Regions from separate parts of the Gasterosteus aculeatus genome. Here region 2 is linked to region 1. Evidence: chromatin contacts called from public Hi-C data. All regions are on one chromosome and are shown on one strand. The core of a region is the stretch at or near the end of the contact, and the rest is flanking DNA. Distances in the headings are between cores, read along the strand shown. Region 1 holds the start of galnt5 (polypeptide N-acetylgalactosaminyltransferase 5). Region 2 has its middle 8.1 kb from the start of LOC144388780.

Region 1 (4,046 bases), core at 1,481-3,980:
CATTTGCCCTAATTTTATGTAATGGCCTTTAACGGGAAATGGCATAATGGCTCATGTTACAGACGGAGATTATGACAAAAAGTTTTGTTTTTTTAATGTTTTTTCGAAATTAAGTGCTGAACTTTCTTGTCAGGAGCTGTCAGCATTTACCGATTACCAATTATGTCAATTATAAGAGTAGTCTAGCCACCTCTTTTCTTATGCTCATCCTCATCACTCCACGCTGCTGAGAAATAAGAACCCCCCCAATGATCCCTATGGTATATTAATGATCTTTTGGGGGGGGATTATTCTTCAGTTGGTCCTTTTCTCTTAAGAAATGTACGTTATCTAGAACCTTGTGAGTAAGAGAGTCACGTCGTTTTACTCCACCTAATGCTACGAACGAAATCCTGTGCAATCTTTTGCCTGCGATCGACTTCCACCGCTGAATCCTTCCGTCTGTGTCTTCTCCACAAGCCGTGCCCGTCCAGCAGTTTAGAGAAAAATCCAATCCAATTTACCAAATGATGCCATCATGAGTGTGAATGCAGAAATGGATGAATAAATGAATAAATTGCCCAGTGGATGGAACATATAAGCGAACACATGCATTGCAGGGCCCGGGGGCTGTCCCGAGGCCAATCATTTAGCTAACACACTAATGAAAGCGTGTGTAGTGTGGCTAAGGGCAGCCACCATGGGAGGCACCGCTCCCCTCCCTCCTCATGTCGCCGAGCGTTAATAGGCGGGATGGAGCCAACGGAACTCCCAGGAGAGGCGATGCTGATGAAGAGGAAAACCTGTCGTCCCCTCCGCTAATCACCGCCTAACGGCTGCGGCGACGCCGGTCTTACAAATGGGGCCGTGCAGGTGTGCTCACGCACATCTGCAGGTTGTGCGTGAGAAGCACCGGCGTTTTAAGGTATTGCTAAATGAATAGAATAGAATGTTCTTTGCCTACTGTGCTGTGCTTGTTCACGTGCATATTTGGCTGCCAACTCGTTCGGGGAGCTTAAATAAGCACAACACGTACAGCGTGTGTCGTTTGTGTTGTTTGTTTAGTTTCATATCGTTGAAGGTCTGAATCACTGTCAAACCGCGTGACGTGTCTGAATACAGCGGTGGTAACATCACCTCAGAGGCAAATCAATCAGAGCTACAACAATAAGCCGATTAATCGATTGGTCGATCAACAGAAATGTAATCAGCAACCGATTGTTGTTCTTTAACTTCCAGGTTCTCAGATTTGCTGCTTTTGTCTGTTTTAGTAGTACTGTACATGTAGGCATTTCACATTGAAATGTTGACATGCTTTTTATAATTTTGTGGACTAAACAAGTAGGTTAATGAGTTAGCCAAGACAATTAACAGCAGAAGAAACATTGACAATAATCCTTAGTTGCAGTCCAAAATAAATAGTCTCTTCTGTTTACAGTGGGCCTTATATGTATCAACCAAGTAGACCTAACGCTCATTATGGCCACTAAAGGAAAAAGCCCTAATTCAGATTTTTCATAGGGCATTTCACATAAACTCTCAATATTACAAAATATATATATTTTTTAAATACATTAGAGAGCTGATAAGTCATGATGTCAAATAGCATTACTATTATTAATGCTTATTATTAACTCCCTGGGCCAAATGATTATTCACTTCAGCTTAACGTTTAGCAAAGACTAAAGAATGCCTTTCACATTCTCATCACTATTGTGAAGCTTACACGTTTTATTATTGTATGACGTCCATGCCAACAGCACACAAAGACTCCTGATTAGTAATAGCAGTGTATCAAGTTATGCCACACGTGAAAGGCGTGTCGCCTTTATTGCAGGTCTGACGTGATTAATATGTCAAAGTTTTTAGTCAAACTAGACATTCAGCCTTTGTGTAGTTTGCTGGATGACGTCGACTCTATTGACTCGTGGCTATACCTTTTTGGAGGTAAACATCAAGCTGTAAAACTTTGAGAAATCCCCTTCCGGTTGAGACCTACAGAATAAAGTTTTAATAGTAAAGATTTGTTTGTAATAATTGAGCTTTCCACTGTAGGGGTCCGTTTTGGGAGACGTTTCCCATCTCAGGGTAAATCAACTCAGAGTTCAGGGTTTGACTCAGAGTTTGTTAAACCTCCTATTTGAAACGGACCCCAGGTCTTTAACAGCGGGTGACAAAAAAAATAAAAATCAAGATAAATTATTTCATCTTTCTACATCGTATGCTCTACCGTACACATATGGGAGATTAAACTTTTTATTATTTTCAACATGAGGTGAGAAATGCGTCATGTCTAACCGCATGCTTCAAAGACATATGGGGGAGGCATTTCATCAGAAATGCAAACACAACTTGTGACTTGTTCAACAATGCCAGTGCAGCTCACACGACCGGCCGCTCCAGCAGTTTAGCGTGCTCATTTGGGCAACTGGAACACAAGACGTTATTGTCTTCGACAAAATGTCAACTGAAACTTCTCCATATTTTCTTGATGGTGTTAGTACATTTGAAATTAAAATGAAACCGTTCAGCCGGTCTGTCTCAGAAACAGCTATTGACTCAGTTTTGACTCATGGTCCACGTTTGCAGGCCACACCTTTGTGAACGCAAGGTCCACATGTAGTCAGCCGAATGATTTCTGATGAAAAAAACATGGTTTGGGGCCTGGGTCGAGAATCCTACCTCTTTATTGACTGACTTATCAAATCTGTACTTTAATGTGCATGTTAATTCCTATAGAATTATGAAACAATACAACATCTGGATTTACATTGCGGATTGGATTGTTCAAAAGCTGCTTTCCAACCCCAAATTAGTATTGGAAAGGGAGCACTGATGTGTGTGTTATTTATGTATTCATTATGTGGATTTTTTGGTGTCCCTTGCCAACCGTTTCTGTTGAGCGCTTTATTTTGAAGGCAACACACATCCCACTTCCTGTACCCTTGTAGCTAGCTCTGGCTAGCTTGCTGTTAGCTCCGCGCAGTGGGACGACTCTTTCCTGCCAGTCCGTCCAATCAGAGTTTAGTGACAGAGTGGAAGTTGGTCGCTATGTCCCCATACAAAAAAGAACCCTGGTCAAGTCAAAGTTGTGGCATGAAGATTCAGCGACGAAACCGACAACTTCAGCTAAGTTTCTGCTAGCTAACGCTAAGACGTTTTTGTTTTTTTTACGATACAAAAAAAAAAACGGTCCCGTTTTTGATGTTCCGCGGCTGTTGGAGGTGACCCGGGCGAGGGGGGCCACACGGTGAAATAACATGCCGTCGTACCTTGGTGTCGGGCTCGGCTGTGGGTGTCACACGCTGCCGTGTTCCTGACCCGAAGACACGGACTGCAGCTCCGGGAGGCATTTCCAGCCTGCCACGCAGGCAGTTAACAACTCCCCCAAAGGAAAAGTAAACTTTGCCTACAACTTACATTTAAACCCCGCGCTGCGACACTTTGACACTTTGTTATTTTGTCACCTGGAAAGTTGTTTTTTTGAGAGAGAGCGAAAATGATGAAGGCCAGGAGATACTTGAGAGGAAGTGGACGGGTTCTCGTCTTCGTCTTCGTCGCCTCCGTCGTTTGGCTCCTGTTTGACATGGCCGCCCTGCGCCTGTCGATGAACGACGTCACCGGCCAGCTGCTGAAGGAGCGCGTGATAAGGGACCAGCGGCTCGTCAGACAGCAGTCCCGCGCGACGCGGGCGGGGAGGCGCGGGTTCAAACACCCGGTGCAGAGGATGGACCCCACCGCCACGCGCGCCCCTAAGGGGCCGCTCGCTTCGCACCTCGAGCTGGCTCCCGTGTACAGAAAGGGGGGCCAGAAAGAGGACAAAAACACCCACTCTCTTCGTCTTCCCCACGTAGACCCCCGACAGGGAGGAGAAGCTGTCCTGCGACATGTCACGCCAAAGCGGGACGTCCCCCCCAAGAAGGAAGCGGTGGATTTGGACGTGAAGGCGATGGAACCACAGAAGAGCGGCCCGGTTAAAGGGACGTTGCCTGTGGCGCGGCCCGTTGATGTCAAGGATGCACCAGTAGTTCTGCACACGAGTGATCCAAAGAGCGACAAAAGAGGCC
Region 2 (3,545 bases), core at 213-2,712, 140 kb before region 1:
ATACCCTCACACTGCAGTGATTTTCTGTGGCAAAAATATATTTCAATACACCCTTATTACAAACACATACAGTCGATAGAATCATACAATCTGAGGGTTAGAAAAACCAATCAACAGATTTAAATCAAAGTTTGATTTAAGGGCAATTATTATTTTCCATTTTTTATCTTTTCTTGATGCAGATGTTACTTAAATGTATGAATTACTGTCTTGCTTTCTTTCCCCAAAAGAGGGAGACATTAGACTAGAAATAAAGTGAAACATTACCGCCATATATGCAACCTCCACATACTGAATATGTCTTATACAGTTGCTCACAAAAAAATTCCGTATTCCATTTACCTCACAGGCCAAATCAGTCAGCAGAGTTAGATATTTCCACAGGTATTTTCTTTAATTTAATGGCCATTTAATGGCCTTCTGAAAATAAGGCCTTGGCCCTGTGGCCCTTTTTTTTTTGTCAATCTCTCAGGCAGTTGCAATGCCTCCCAAACTTTCTGTAAAGTTCAAGGGTGTGATGCTGACACAAGGAGTCATGTGAGGCTGCAGTCAGGAGATGGCAATGGCGTCGGGGTGTTGCTTGGCTGTCAGCGGCGGCGGTGGGCCGGACGGGCCGCGGCTCTGCGCTGAGAACGGGCTCCTTCTCTGCCTGCTGGAGATCTCGTACACTGGCTGCTTGAGTCAGCCCTAAGCCGCTCTCCCCACGCAGGGCTCCCTTCACCAGCGCTCACCTAAATCTGTCACACAGATTTGACACCGCGTCTCTTGGAGTGCACTCTGAAATGACATGTATATAATGTGGAATATTGTGCACATTTACAGCCTGGACTTCCCTTAGAGCATTAACGTTTTTTCTTGTTTTTTCATGACTTTGTTTTCTTGTGGAGAAAATAAGATTTGAGTTAAACACGTTTTCGAATACTGCTACAATTATACAATTTCCTTTACAAAAATAAAGGTGGTTTACTGTGTTAAATACAAAGTCCCTAATTCCAAAGGGATGAATTAAGAAGTTAATTGTTTATTACCATATGGGGGATTTTACTAACTGCATGGTGTCCTTACTTTTCTGTGGCCAGTCAACATTTTCATACGTTGGGCTTATTTGGCCCACAAACTTAACAACCCAAATCAGCTCGAATTAGGCTCATCACTATTAATGCGTGAGAAATGACTCTTAATGGGGTCACGTATCTTTTTCCCTGTGAGAAAACAATTTGCAATGATCTTGATTTTAGAATAGATTAATTTCAATTTCCTACTACAGATCATTTTCTGTGTGTAAAGCGTTGAAACTGAAATGAGGACAGACTAATACATCATGAAGCCCTTACCTGCACCTTCATTTTTGCATGCACAACGTTAATATTCAATGTACACGAAAGGTGTATACTTTTCAATATCTTCATTTCTGTGTTATATTTTTTTACCGCTAATATTTTAGAGCAACCCAAACATCACACTTTAGAGGAAGAAAAATGCATCATGCAGAAAAGTCTATATATATGTATGTATATATATATATCTCATATAAATAAATAGAGAGAGATAGATAGATGTAGATGGACATCAGACGTAGACGTCATAGACGTCATTATTCAGTACAGTAAATACAACATTATTATGTTTAAACCTGTGACTTTATGCATTAAGAACCCAAACCACAACCCAGTTTTAAGCCACTTTGTGCAATACAAACAGGAAAAGCTGCACCAGCTGGGGAGAAAAAATCCTTCCCACTGGCCAACGAGGCCAGTTGCTGCTGCAGAAGAAAAGCCACCGAGCACAAGCCCTAAAAGGGAAGGAGGTCTGCTTTCTTGTACATGCTTTCTCTACACAGGACTTCTTTTCAAGAAATGACACTGATGACAGACGGAGGCAAATGGATTGATTCATGAACCTGAATAGGCACTAAGCTTTTAACGTTTATGAAATATATCTAAAAACAACTACTGCAAATAAAAAACACAGGTCTCCAGGAACAGGGTTCAGAGGGTCATTGTGATGCTGTTGTAAATTAGAAGACTTGAACATTTGCTCCTTTGAGAATCTCCATCCCTTTGAAATGAAAATAGAGGTTAAAAATCTCCTAAAATAGTTAAAAGCTACTTGGATTCTTCTCTTCCACAGGTAATTAGTTTGATTAATTTTTGACCTACTTTTCACTCCTTCTTAAGCCCCCATTTGTATTTTCCTCATCCTGGGAATAAGGAGCTGTGATCTTCAATTGAATTACAGGTTACATTGTATATTACCAGCTTTCTTTCTACGTTCTTGTATTCACTAAACATTTAAAGGTGCAAAACCTGATATTACATATGACAGCTCTCAGCGACTCATACCTAATGCTGCTACCCGCAATAACAGCAACAGCCGGGCGGACTACGGTGCAGGTTCTGACGGAGCAAATTGTTTTTTAAGAGACAGGGAACCGGAGAATCGGTGCAACAACAACTTTTGATGGAGCCAGCGACAACGGGCCACTGCTTCAGAAGCACGGATAACCACACAACCAAAGGGGGGAGTCCTCATATGCTCAGTTAAACATTTCTCAACTATATCCTTATAGTAAGTAGTTGCTTACTGCTAATTTGATAATGCTTTAAGCACCTTCTTGACCTAAAGAAAACCGCCCCAAAACTTTTTGGCCTGTAAATAATAATGCAATGGAATGCTTATTTTCTTAAACAGGTATTCAGGTTTACCTCTCTTTGATACATCATGATTTGTAAACTTTCCCATAGACAGCAGTGACAGGTTTCCTCTGATAATGTAGAAAAATGGGGAAAGAGAGCGCTGATCTTAAGTAGAGCTGTGATTTAGAGCACAGCGATGCAGCATCTTTCCTTTCCAGCGGAGGCCCTCCTGGGTTTGATTTAATTCTCTCCTTGCACTATTAAAAAGGCCTTCCGCTCTCTTCACTGCATGCACCTTGCTGTCATAACTGGCACAAAATCATTTATCAATGCCGCTTGTAGGCAGTGAGACTAAGGCCTTTCGCAGTGTATATTTTTTTCCATTATTGATTGTGTATATAATGCCCGAAGAAGTACAAAGATGTCTCTCCTCTTGTTTGGAAATGACCATTAAGCTCGTGGATGAAGGAACTTTTTCTGTCTCATCTGCAATCCGTTTAAGAATCATCATTCCTGCTGGTAAAGAAATGCTTTTTTTTCATTTTGTTTTTGTCTTATAGGCAGCTGAACCCGACAATGATCCTTTGCTGGACGTACGACGAGCAGTTATTTGGTGCAATAAACTGAAAGGCAGTGAATGTCAGTCTCCCCCCTTTGTTGTTTAATTTATTTTATTTTCAAAGTGAAGGGAAGTGTCCTTGCTGTGAGAGTTAGTCATTGATGTGGCTATAGTTAGTCCGTTCCCTGCTGCGACTGTCTGTAGGAGATGCTACTTCCTCTCTCGCGCCCGATCACCTCACTCGGGTCTGTTTGCCGGTATTTTGTATGATGGTGGCCGCACTTGATCAAGAACAACAGATAGAAGTGTGAAGGACAGCTGAGCCAAACTGAGTCCTGTAACCTTCTCAA

What was found. Hi-C and Micro-C count contacts between places; a contact is called where the count stands out from the background.
Region 2: a contact with region 1 is called in a Hi-C map of skeletal muscle, with 4 times the contacts expected there. The contact joins the enhancer-like site here to the promoter of galnt5 in region 1. A contact is called at or near these places in 3 of 6 Hi-C or Micro-C datasets (skeletal muscle and whole body).

What each region holds. Positions count from the first base shown.
Region 1 is chr16:11,801,575-11,805,620 of fGasAcu3.hap1.1, reverse strand. galnt5 (polypeptide N-acetylgalactosaminyltransferase 5) reads left to right here and starts at 2,730. Exons shown (of 10, transcript XM_040201561.2): 1 at 2,730-4,046. The coding sequence starts at 3,479.
Region 2 is chr16:11,937,443-11,940,987 of fGasAcu3.hap1.1, reverse strand. No RefSeq gene overlaps it. Among protein-coding and RNA genes, the nearest start is that of LOC144388780, 8.1 kb to the left of the region's middle. Within about 2 kb of position 1,462, at least 2 of the 9 cell types and tissues checked have open chromatin away from gene starts, as enhancers often do.